Regions from separate parts of the Sus scrofa genome. Here region 1 is linked to region 2. A link is a contact called in public HiChIP or PLAC-seq data. All regions are on one chromosome and are shown on one strand. The core of a region is the stretch at or near the end of the contact, and the rest is flanking DNA. Distances in the headings are between cores, read along the strand shown.

Region 1 (5,718 bases), core at 973-3,472, 220 kb before region 2:
TTTTTCAGAGGCTTTGTGTGACTACTGGATCTACCCCCCTGCCTGCCCCCCACCTCCCCTGACCCCTTAGCTCTCAGTCTTTCTTGAGTATGTTAGAGATATGCTTACTTACTGTTTACCCTGCTGGAAAGTGAGTTCCTTGAGATCAGGGCCTTGGCTGTTGTGAACACTGATGTAAGCCCAGTGCCTGGAATGGTGTCTGATATGTAGTTGGTGCATAATGAATGTCTGTAGAATGGATGGATGAGTGAATGAATATATAAGAACAACACAAAATAATAGTTTTTGTGGAAGAAATTCAGGCAAATGGGTCTGTAAATGTTTCTCGAGACTATTCCCTCATTAAAGAAGATTTTCCTGATAGGAGCAATTGATTTATCTGAACTGAACTTTGTGGAAATTAAAGGAGGGAGGAAAGGAGAAAAGGGACAGTACAGAGGTGGAGAGAGAAAAATGAAGGGTAATGGTGGGAGTGAGTAGTGATGTGGGTATTTGTTCATTCTCCTCAGACAGCAATTTCAATCAAGCCTGAAATAGTCAATGTATTTGGTAGAAATCCATGGAAAGATTGTATGAATAATTTGAAGGATTTCCCTGACCAACAATAAAGATGTGAGAACAGATTTTCAAGGCACTTGGTGAGTGGGTGATGAAGGATTTATTGATGTGCTCAATATTGGAATCAAAAAATTAATCAAAAGCCCTAGAGAAACATTAGAGAACAGATAAGATCACCTACTGAAGATATTCAACTCTGTGGGGGACTTAAGGTGTTTTTTAGGATAATTTGAAGAGTTTCACTTTATGGGCTGAGCTACCTAGCCCTGGAGGAAGACTCCATTGTGAAGAGAAAAGGAAGGAGCAGGATTTGATCTGAGTGTTCACTAAAAATGGCAAGGCTGATAGAGGAAGATATGTCACCATGGAAGTGGTTCTGTGGATCACCTATCTTTCTAGCTGATAAGTTTTTAGGAAGAGCCTTGATTTTTACTAAAACCAAACTCACAGGTATTGTGAAATCCAGGCACTGCTTTCTAGTTTATTGTCCCCTCTCCATTACCCAGAGTAACGAGGCTGGATATGGGCTGTCTATTTCCTTGTTTGTCATGTAGGTGGTGATTCATTAGGATTTTCCCAGTGAGCACTGCACTGATGAAACTTGTTGTCTTGGTGCATGTCAGTGCTCTTGGAAATCATCACGTGGTTTGCCTGTGCTCTTCAGCCTTGGGCTGGCCTCTGTGAGGGTTTTATAGTTTCTGACTCATGTGTCTGTGCCTTCTTCATGTAACCTTGGTGTGGCAGCCCTGAAATGGGAATGCATGTACACAACTGGGAGGTGGTTAAGGTAGGAGGTTGAGATAATGCACCATCACATATAAGGCTTCATCTGCTCTGGGATACCCAAGAATGCTCTTTGAAAATCATCTAATAGTTGAGGTAAAGGTGAATTTGTTTCTGCATTCCTGATATATACTTTAGTCTCCCTCTCCTTTTGCATGACATGGATTGGCTTTGCTGTGTAAGAGCTAGGCTAATACCATCTTAAGGAGCTTCTTGGTGGATTGGTTCACACTGACCTCTGTTCTACCCTGTGAAATCACTGAGGTTTTTATTTGTTTTTTTCAAGAGAAGGATGGGAAATAGACAAGCAGCTGTGACATCACCCATGGCTTGGGAGGCATCTTCCTCAGGACAGGACTATATTGTTGACCTGGGGCTTGCTCTTTCTGCTCGTCATTGTAAGATGTCCTTTTTTTTTTTCTTTTTTTCATTGAATGACTTTCCAAAGTGAAAAGGCACAGCCTTTTGTTAATGTATAAAATTCTGAAGGGTACCCAATAAAGTGAAAATAGTAATGCAGGTTTAGACAGTGAAGATTGTCTCTGTGGAAAAATTATAATCAAATCTTTGATTTCCTCCCTCCATTCTCTAGGTCTGGAAGGAAAATAGTTTTTCCACTTTATCCCCTCTGTTCCAAATTCATTTTTGGTGTGGAGAGTTGTAGATTTTATCATTGTAACACAGAAATGAACTCTTTTGATAGTCATCACCTGAATCAAAATGGGTGATAAAGAAGTTCAGGTCAAGAAATACATCATGCAGCTTAATGATGGAAAAGACTCAGACAGTTTTTAAAACACTGGGATTGAAATTTTATGGCTTCTGAGGATGACTCACTACTTAGCTGTGTCATGAGTTTCGTTTTGAAATGAAATACACTGTGTGGTTTCATCTGAGGCTTCATGTTGATGCAAAAAGGAAATGAGCCCATATTGGGAAGTTAGTTTGAAATACATATAATTAATGATGAAAAAAGTGTCAAACTGTTGTTTGGCCATCCTCTCCACCTCTGGTCTGGCATTACCAGGCTGTTCCACAACTGTAGGATACCTGTCTGTCTTCTCCACTGAGAACTTGTTAAGGGCACAAATTGGATTAAAGCAAACAGAAGGTAGTCTATGAATGGCTTTTGAGTGAACAAGTGAACAGCTCTAAGGGAGTGAAATCTTTAGCTCAGGTCTTCCTGGGTAATTGTCAATGAGACTCTTTAGTGCATCCACACACTTGACTTTAAGCACAGTCCTATCTACAGAGGGTGTTTTACAAGGTTATTTTCACAACAGCACTCTCATTCCCAAACTTGGATGTTCTCTTGAAACCAATAGGGGAGAAGGTGTGGTGAATGTAGAAAATGTAGTAGAAACAAAGCAGATGTGATGAAAAAATGAATAACATTAATTATTTTAAAGTTGATCTTAATTTGTTTAAATTCACTTCCATATATTTTGAAGAGGTACAATGTTCTAGATTTTCTTCCAAGGATACTAGATTCCTGTGGTGAGGAGGGAAGCAGAAAGTAGAGTTATTAGATAATTAGGGAGGATGTTCAAAGAAATTAGAGAAGAAGGAAAAAAATTGTATATAACAAGATATGCAACTGAACTGCAAGGTGGTAGAATTTAGTCTTTAGATGCGTAAGCTTTTAAGTCAGACCAGGACTGAGGCTGGTTCTACCATTATTAGCTTCGAGAATTTAGAGAGGTTCCTTAATACTCAGTTACTTATTTGCAAAATGGAAATAATAATAACAATGCACTATAAGGCTATTATGAGGGTTAAATGATACATTCATGTACATCACACACCCAATATGGGGGTGCCAGATCAATGAATGTGAGCTCTTAGTGATTAAATGTGAGAATGGAAAGGGCTAGGGAAGTAGCTCTGGTAACTAAGTTTATTTTAAATTTTCTGTTGATAATCCATGTAAGACACAAACTTTTGCTAAGAAATGGTATTTGTTACTTGTAGACCAATCAGAATTACCATGTAATTGACAACATTTGAAAATCAACATTGAGGAGTTCCCATCATGGCACAGCGGAAACGAATCCGACTAGGAACCATGAGGTTGTGGGTTCAGTCTCTGGCTTCACTCAGTGGGTTCAGGATCTGGTGTTGCAGTGAGCTGTGGTGTAGGTCACAGATGCAGCTTGGATTTGGCATTGCTGTGGCTCTGCTGTAGGCTGGTGACTACAGCTCCAATTTGACCCCTAGCTTGGGAACCTCCATATGCCTTGGGTGCAGCTCTAAAATGACAAGACCAAAAAAAAAAAAAAAGAAAATCAACATTGAGATTAGTACATACTTTCCCATATTTTACAGAAGTAAATATCTTGAATGCCTTCTCCAAAGAACACAGAGCACAGAGTTAGTTCATTTCTGACAACCAAAAAGGCTATCTTCATTGTCCAAATTCTGACCATACAGTCCAAGGGAGACACCTGTACTTTTTAGAGAATAACAGTTTAGGTTCTGGAAAAGATGGAATAAATGCTTTAGAGAGGAGCTGAAGAAACTGTTGAAGTCTGGTAACTTTTTAAAACCGAATTTCTATCTGCTGATCTATGTAAACACTTCTCTTTCTTTTATTTATTATTATTATTTTTTGCTTTTTAGGGCTGCACCCGTGGCATATGGAAATTCCCAGGCTAGGGGTCAAGTCGGAGCCACAGCTGCCGGCCCATGCCACAGCCACAGCAACAGCAACGCTGGATCCAAGCCGAGTCTGTGAACTGTACCAGAGCTCATGGCAACACCAAATCCTTAACCCACTGAGCAAGACTAGGGATGGATCCCACAACCTCATGGTTCCTAGTCAGATCCTTTTCCACTGCGCCACAACTGGAATTCATCTCTTTCTTTTAGAATATGAACTCCAAACTTGTGGGGAGCCTCTTTTCTTGTGTCTTATTGAGCTATTTGTCTTAAGTCTTAGTGAGAATGTGATCAGTCCACATGAACTCTCAGTATCTCCTAGAGGAAAACCTCTTTTCACCTTCTCTACTTCATCAGAAGGCAGCTTGTTTCTTTCTCTTTCCAAGAATGCTGCTCTTGATAATGTTACTGTTCCCCTCCTCTCTGTTTTGCTCCATCCTTTAGGTACTCTCTTTCTTCCATCTTTAATCTTTTTTTCTTCTGCCCACAAATATGGGGAGGGCTCTCCCCATCCTAAAATAACCCTTCTCTGAGTCTGCTACTTGAGCAGGCTACTGCTTATCTCTCTTCCGTTCACTACCAAACATCTAAAAGAGGACAATTTCTGCTTTCACTTCTTACTCATACATTCACTGTTTAACCCTTTATAATATGGCTTCCACCTCTACTCCTCTATGAAACCACCTCTGGAAGGTTATTATGTATTTCATACGCAACAAACCGAATAACCATTCCTCAGTCCTCATTCTCCTTATCATCTCTGTGGATATTTCCCTTCTGGGAACTTCCCCCTTCTATAGCCTCTATGATACTGTAGTCTGCTTGTTCTTTTATCTTTCTGAGAACTTTTTTCTACCTCCTTCACTAGCTGCTTTTTCTTCCTGCTTCTGTTCCATAATGAAGATGTTCTCTCCACATTCTTTACCTCAGGTAACTCCTTATCCTCTCATGTTGCTTTACCCATGCATGAATCCCTTTGATCTCTTTTCCCGTCATCTCAAAATCTCTCTCCTGATGATTCCCAAACCTAGCAATTTCCAACTCTTAGGATTTCTTACTTAGAAGATCAGCCATGATTTCAAACTCAGTATATGTAAAACTAAGCTTATTAACTTATACTCACTAAACTCCAAACTAAGACTATCTTTATTTTGTTTTTATTAATGACACCATTATTAATGAGTCATCTTTTGAAATTCCTTTCTCTCTTTCTTTCTCTTCCTCTCGTTCTTTCTTTTCCTCTCTTTCTTTCTTTTTTTCTTTCTCTCTCTCTCCTTCTTTCCTTCCTTCCTTCCTTTCTTTCTCTCTTTTTCCTTCCTTCCTTCCTTCCTTTCTTTCTTTCTCTCTTTTTCCTTCCTTCTTTCTTTCTTTCTTTCTTTCTTTCTTTCTTTTTCTTTCTTTCTTTTCTTTCTTTCTTTCTCTTTCTTTCTTTTTCTTTCTTTCTCTCTCTTTCCTTCTTTCTTTCTTTCTTTCTTTCTTTCTTTCTTTCTCTCTTTCTCTCTTTCTCTCTCTCTCTTCTCTTTCCTTCTTTCTTTCTTTCTTTCTTTCTTTCTTTCTTTCTTTCTTTCTTTCTTTCTTTCTTTCTCTCTTTCATCTTTCCTTCCTTCCTTCCTTTCTTTTTGTCTCTCTCTCCTTTCTTTTCCTTCCTTCCTTCCATCCTTTCATTCTTATCATGCTCCATGACTAATAAATTGCTATGTATTGAGGATTCTCTGGGGT
Region 2 (6,243 bases), core at 2,195-4,694:
TTCTTCTGTTGCAACATGAGTATCTAGACAAAGTTCTCAATGCTATCAGCAGGATCTCCTTGTAAATCTATTCTAAGTTGTGTCTGATAAGCCCAAGCTCCCGATCCCTCCCACTCCCTCCCCCTCCCATCAGGCAACCACAAGTCTCTTCCATAAAAAAGAATGACATAATGCCATTTGCAGCAACGAGACAATTCTTTAGTCTTTCCCTATCTTTTATAACCCTGATGATTTTGGAAAGTACCGGTCAGTTATTTTTGTAGAATGCCCCTCAACTTGGGCTTGTCTGATGTTTTCTCAGAATTAGATTAAGGCTCCATGTTATTGCAAAGGATGTTATAGATGTGATGTGCCCTTCTCAGTGCTTTGTATAATAGGTATATGATGTTGATTAGTATTACCAATGAAGCTAACCTTGATCACTTACCTAGGATGATGTCTTCCAGGAACTTCACTACAAAATTACCATTTTCCCCTTATTATTACTCAATATTTTGTGGGAGGTTCTTTAAGAACATGAAAATAAACTGTTTTTGCTTAAACTTTTCACTCCAATTTAATATCCTTCTGTGTTCTTTACTTCCAGGAATTATTATTGTTCTGTTCTAATGGCTATTGTTAATTGAAATATTTCTTTTATTTAAATAGCTTGATTTAAACCAAACTTGAGATAAAACTTCTATTTTTCCAGTTTTATTGAAATTTTATTGATAAATAACATATGTAAGTTTAAGCTATGTGACATGATGATTTGATATTCGTATGTATTACAAAATAATTACCACAATAAGATTAGTTAACCACCTATATTCCCCCACATAATAATCACTTTGTGTGTGATAGCATTCAAGATTTTCTCTCAAGTATATAATACAGTGTTGTTAACTCTGAGAACTATGTCTAGACACTCATGTTGCAACAGAAGAAAGGGTGAGGGAAAAACTGTAATTGTAATGTATACATGTAAGGATAACCTGACCCCCTTGCTGTATAGTGGGAAAATTAAAAAAAAAAAGATTTTCTTTCTTTCAAGTATATAACACAGTATTGTTAACTATATTCACCATGCCATACCTTAGATCCCCAGAATTTATTCATCTTATAGTTAGAAGTTGTTTGTATCCTTTGACATCTACTCATCACCTGACTCCTCAAGCTTCTGGAAACTACCAATCTACTTTCTATTTCTATGAGTTCAACTTTTTTAGATTCTACTTATAAGTGATTTAATACAGTATTTATCTTTCTCTGTCTCATTTATTTCACTTGGAATAATACCTTCAAGATCCACCTATTTTGTTACAAATGGCAAGATATTTGGCTTATGTAATTAAATAATGTATAAATACATGCAGTGTATAAAACATAAATATATATATAATATTTTCTTTAGTCATTCACCTGTCATTGGATAATTTTGTTCCTGTGTCTTAACTATTGTGCATAATGCTTCAGTGAACATGGGAGTGCAGATATCTTTTCCATATATTATTTTAATTTCCTTTGGCTATATATCCAGAAGTGGGATTACTGGGTCACATGGCAGTTCTATATTTAATTTTTTGAGGAACCTCATACTGCTTTCCATAGTGATTGCAACAATTTGCATTCCCACTAACAGTGCATGAGGTTTCCCTTTTCCCCACATCCTCCCCAAAACTTGTCATCATCTTTTTGATAATAGTCATTCTAACAGGTGTGAAACAATATCTCACAAAATGCTTTAATAAGGAAGCATTGTCTTTTCTCCATCATTTGTTTATTTGTTCAATAATTTATTTATATTGGGAGGGATTCATGGCTATTTATTTTGTTATTAGGTTATAATCCTATATTACCTTTAGTTGATTTATTGATAATTTCTTTCCATCTTTGGCTATTTGGGTACTCTTTCAGGCTCCAATGCCATCTTTTTTTTTAGTTTATGAGAATATTTTATTAATATCCATCTCCTCCAGTGGTCTGTCATCTCTGTGAGGGCCCGGCCTGGCTGCTGTGTCACCAATGCCAAGCATTGGACAGGCACAAAACAGAAGTTAGTGAACATGTGGTAATTAACAAAATACAAATAAGTGCAGAACCAGGGCAAAAAACTAGGGGTCCACTGTCCTGTTACAGCTTCACCTTCAGTAGGCCAGATGCGAAAGATCCCTTTCTTGGGACCCACATTCTCAGTGAAATCGCCAACAAACCCACTCCCAGCTTAGGTGGGGAGAAAAGAAGAACTGACCATATCAGTAAATGTTTTGAGTGTTAATGAATCTGCCCTAGAGTGCCCGTCCCCAACTCTCCAGCCTGGGGGCTCAGATCTCAGCTTTATGTTGGGATTAGAGAGTGGGGAGGGAAATAAATGTGAATGGGATGTTCTCTGGTGGCCTAGCAGGTTAAGGACCTGATGTTGTCACCGTTGTGGCTGGGGTCACTGATGTGGCTCAGGTTCTATCTCTGGCCACGGAACTCTTGCATACTGCAGGCCTGGCCAAAAACAAAACAAAACAAAACAAACAAACAAACAAACAAAAAAACAAACAAAAAGAATAGGACTGAAGGGCTAGGGCTGGAAAGGGAAGATGGAGCAGATGAGAAGGAGCAGAAAGGAGTTAAGGCCAGGCCCTGAGCCAAGCGAGAAATCTAAGTCCTTTTAGTATCAGGGAATGACACAGGGAACAAACAAAATTCATGTGGTCTTTATCCACAAAGTGATGTCATACTGCACTCAGTGTTCGCTGGGCAAGTCTGAATTGGGCCCCGAGTTCCTGTTGGGGACCACTCTTGGACTGAAGAGGCTGAAGTCCATCTCATACCTGGAGCTTGGGCAGAAGGTAGTATCTTGGCCTGAAGGGTGGGGAGGACACCTGAGTTGGGTCTGGAGGAATTGCCACCTCGGGCCTGGAGATCTCACTACCATCTTTACATGTTTGCAGACTTTATTTCTGAGCACTTCCTAATGGTCTAGCACCACAAGATGTTTGATGCTCTTCTTGTATTTTTCCTGTCCCAGTCCTTGTATCAACCAGGTCTCCGGGGAGTGCTCACAACTTTTCAACATGTTCTTGTCATTCTGCTTCACCAAGTAGTTTTTCATTGTTGGTTGGCCCTGAGTAGAAAATAAAAGAATGACAGATTAAGGGTTTTCTTTGGTGCTTCCTCAAACTTTTGAGAGAGAAAAAATTTCAGTTAGGCATATATTGAATTTGCAAATGTTTGTAAGAACCCTCTCCATATCGGTGCTGGGCTAGGTATGACGATGTGCCCCTCTCTGAGGGAGTGTTCCCTAGACAGTGTGTTCTGTATTTTGATGCTGCACACTGGTAAAAGAGCTCTTTAAATAAACCAAGTTTTGCTTTGTCATGCATTATGGACTCCATTAACCTAAAATGTCCCTTGACTCCCAGTGTGTTGGGCTGTACTCAGGGGGTGCCTCATGCCTGCTCACAAACAAGGCCAGTGAGTCATTTCAGCCATTCTGAGGAAGCCTCTGTTCCTTGTCCTGTTGCTCCAACTCCCTTCCTTTGTTGTGAGTCAATGAAAAAGTTTTCCCCTTTAAATAACTTTTGGTTAGTGACATAATTCCCTAATTATGTCTGGTTACATTTCTGGAGATGTAAGCATTAAAGAGGAGAAATAATGAGAATCAGGAAAAAAAAAAAAGGAAAGGGTAAGAAAGTAAATGATGTAACTTCTGGATATCCTGAAATTTAAACATGTTTTCTTGAATTTTTTTTTCTCAGCACAAATGAAAAATAAATTATGCCTATTGACTGAGCCAGACCAGAGTCAGAGAGCGAGGGCATCCATTGATGCTGTCTACACAGGCCAGCATTCCTGGTCACAAAGCAGGCTGAAGAGAAGATCTTTAGAGGGAAAGAGCAAACGTCCAGCATATTATAGGATAGGGTCTCAGAAGAAGGAAATGGGAGGGTGATAGATTTCTACATTATGCAGCCTGAAAATTCAAGAATTAAATTTTTGGTCATTAATTTCATATTTACACCATACTTAGTAATGGAGTTCTGTTGTGGCTCAGCAGGTTAAGAACAAGACATGGTGTCCACAGGATTGCAGGTTTTAATCCCTGGCCTCGCTCAGTGGGTTAAGGATCCAGTGTTGCTGTGAGCTGCAGCGTAGGTTGCAGATGTGGCTTGGATCCGGTGTTGCTGTGGCTGTGGTGTAGGCCTGTAGCTGCAGCCCTAATTCGACTACTAGCCCAGGAACTTCCATATGCTGCAACTGTGGCTCTAAAAATTAACACAAGAAAACAAAAAACAAAAAACAAAAACATAGTATCTGAGGCCCTTTTCGTTGGCTCTTTAAGCACAGGCAGTAATCCCACTACCCGATTCACATTTTCACACAGAAGCTTTAATACTTCAATATATTTTCTACTGGCTTAATATTTTAATGTATACCCTCTTTATTTCTAATTTACTGAAGTGATAGGGAATGAGGAACATGTTGTAAGACAAAACAGGGATGTAGTCAGCAAAGTCCAGAAGGTGGAAACTCTGGGGGTCAAGGACTTAGAAATAAGCAGGGGTGAGGGGAAGGATGGAATTCCATATTGTATAGATCAGAGTTTCTCAACTTTGTCACTATTGACACTGTGGGCTATGTAATTTTTTATTTTGGGGTAGGCATTCTTAGCAGCAGTCCTAGTCATTAGAATTCTGAGCCCTTGCCCTTGTGATCATCGATATGTTTCCAGACATTGCCAGCTATTCCCTAGGAGCAAAGCTGCCTACAATTGAGAACCACTGTCATAGATTAAAAAAAAGGAACCTACAGGTTTTTTTTTTTGGGGGGGAAGAAATATGCTAGGGTTTGGGATGGAAATGTAAAACTGGGTTGTGATGATGGTTGTACCACTATAAATATAGTTAAATTCATTGAGTTAAAAAAAGAAGACCTAAATGACACATAAAAATGCATCTTGATTTATATAAACCAAGCATAAAAAATAATTATGAGGGAATTGGAAAAATATCATCGGTACCTGGATATTTGCTAATATTTAGGAATGTTAAATTTGAATTTGTGATAACAGTATTGTGATTATATTTTTAAGGGGACTTTTTAAAAGTGATGTACATTGAGTGATATATATTGAGATATTTATAATTAAAGTGATATATCTTGCATTTATTTAAAAAATATGGTTGAGGTGGGAGGGTGAAAAAAATGGGTCAATGTATAGATGAAATGGGATTTGCCATATCATGGGTCCATGAGGGGGGTCCATCATGCTATGCTTTAATTTTCTGTATGTGCTTGACATTTTCCATAATGAAATGCTTTTAGAATGCTGATAGTATAAAAATGGTATTCAGACATATTCAGGTATCCAGAAGAAATAGCTAAAAGGGGTGAAAGTGGTAGCCTCTGGTGAGGATTATGGTGAGGCCAGGATATTGCTTTATTGTTATAAATCTTTTAGCACTCTCCACTATTAAAGCTATGTGCATCTGATTATTGATGAATAAGAAATAACTTTTAAAAAACCCTAAAATCAAAAAATAAGGAAAACACTGGAAAGGTGCTATTGATTTTGTTATTTTTCTCATGAATAGTTTTATAAAAATTTCTGTGTGTAGAGATCAAGTTAAATGACATCACAAGGAAACAATCAGCTGAATCCAGAATGTGGAACACTGAATGGCACATGACTTCCTCCTGAGGCAGGTCTGCTTACCCTTTTTCTCTTCTTTTTTTTTTTGAACACTTGAAGAGAAATGAAGCCTTCTTCAGAGTTGGATATTTATTTTTACTTCTTGCAGCTTATAGTCAGCAGATGAAGATTATTCCCCCAGGCAGAGTGGCCAGTTGCTTGCCTCTCTCTGACCCAGTGAATGGACCCATGGGGCAAACTAGAGTCTGTTTGCAGTTTAATGATGTTTTAAGTATCGGAAGGGTGAGAAATCTTTTCTTTCCCTCTTTTAAAAAAAATGTCTTCTGGCCCAAGCTGCATTGCCAATTCAGTTTTTATCAGAGCCCTATTTTGGGGGAGAAGGGAACATTTGCCAAGCTATTATGAAGAACTTATATATTATCTCTTATTTTGCTATTAATTATAGTTTGTGTGCTGCCTTGGCAGGGAGCCCAAAATGGACAAAGCTTATGATACCAAAACCCCACCCTGAGCGCTAATCACTTTCATGATTACAAGCAAAATAAATGTCTTTTGACCTACTATTTCTATTCCTTGTCAGATGCATAATGCTTCCTCTTTTGTGGTGACACTTAGGG

Evidence for each region. HiChIP or PLAC-seq counts read pairs in DNA pulled down with a chosen protein or histone mark.
Region 1: an H3K27ac HiChIP or PLAC-seq map of alveolar macrophages shows a contact between it and region 2, with 4 times the contacts expected there. The contact joins two enhancer-like sites. A contact is called at or near these places in 1 of 47 Hi-C or Micro-C datasets (embryonic fibroblasts) and 1 of 2 datasets of contacts at active chromatin or transcription factors (alveolar macrophages).

What each region holds. Positions count from the first base shown.
Region 1 is chr13:157,189,290-157,195,007 of Sscrofa11.1, reverse strand. No RefSeq gene overlaps it. Among named protein-coding and RNA genes, the nearest start is that of NFKBIZ, 80 kb to the left of the region's middle. Within about 2 kb of position 2,222, at least 18 of the 83 cell types and tissues checked have an H3K27ac peak or open chromatin away from gene starts, as enhancers often do. A contact at or near this core is called in alveolar macrophages, where this site is marked.
Region 2 is chr13:156,972,807-156,979,049 of Sscrofa11.1, reverse strand. No RefSeq gene overlaps it. Among named protein-coding and RNA genes, the nearest start is that of ZPLD1, 290 kb to the right of the region's middle. Within about 2 kb of position 3,444, at least 12 of the 83 cell types and tissues checked have an H3K27ac peak or open chromatin away from gene starts, as enhancers often do. A contact at or near this core is called in alveolar macrophages, where this site is marked.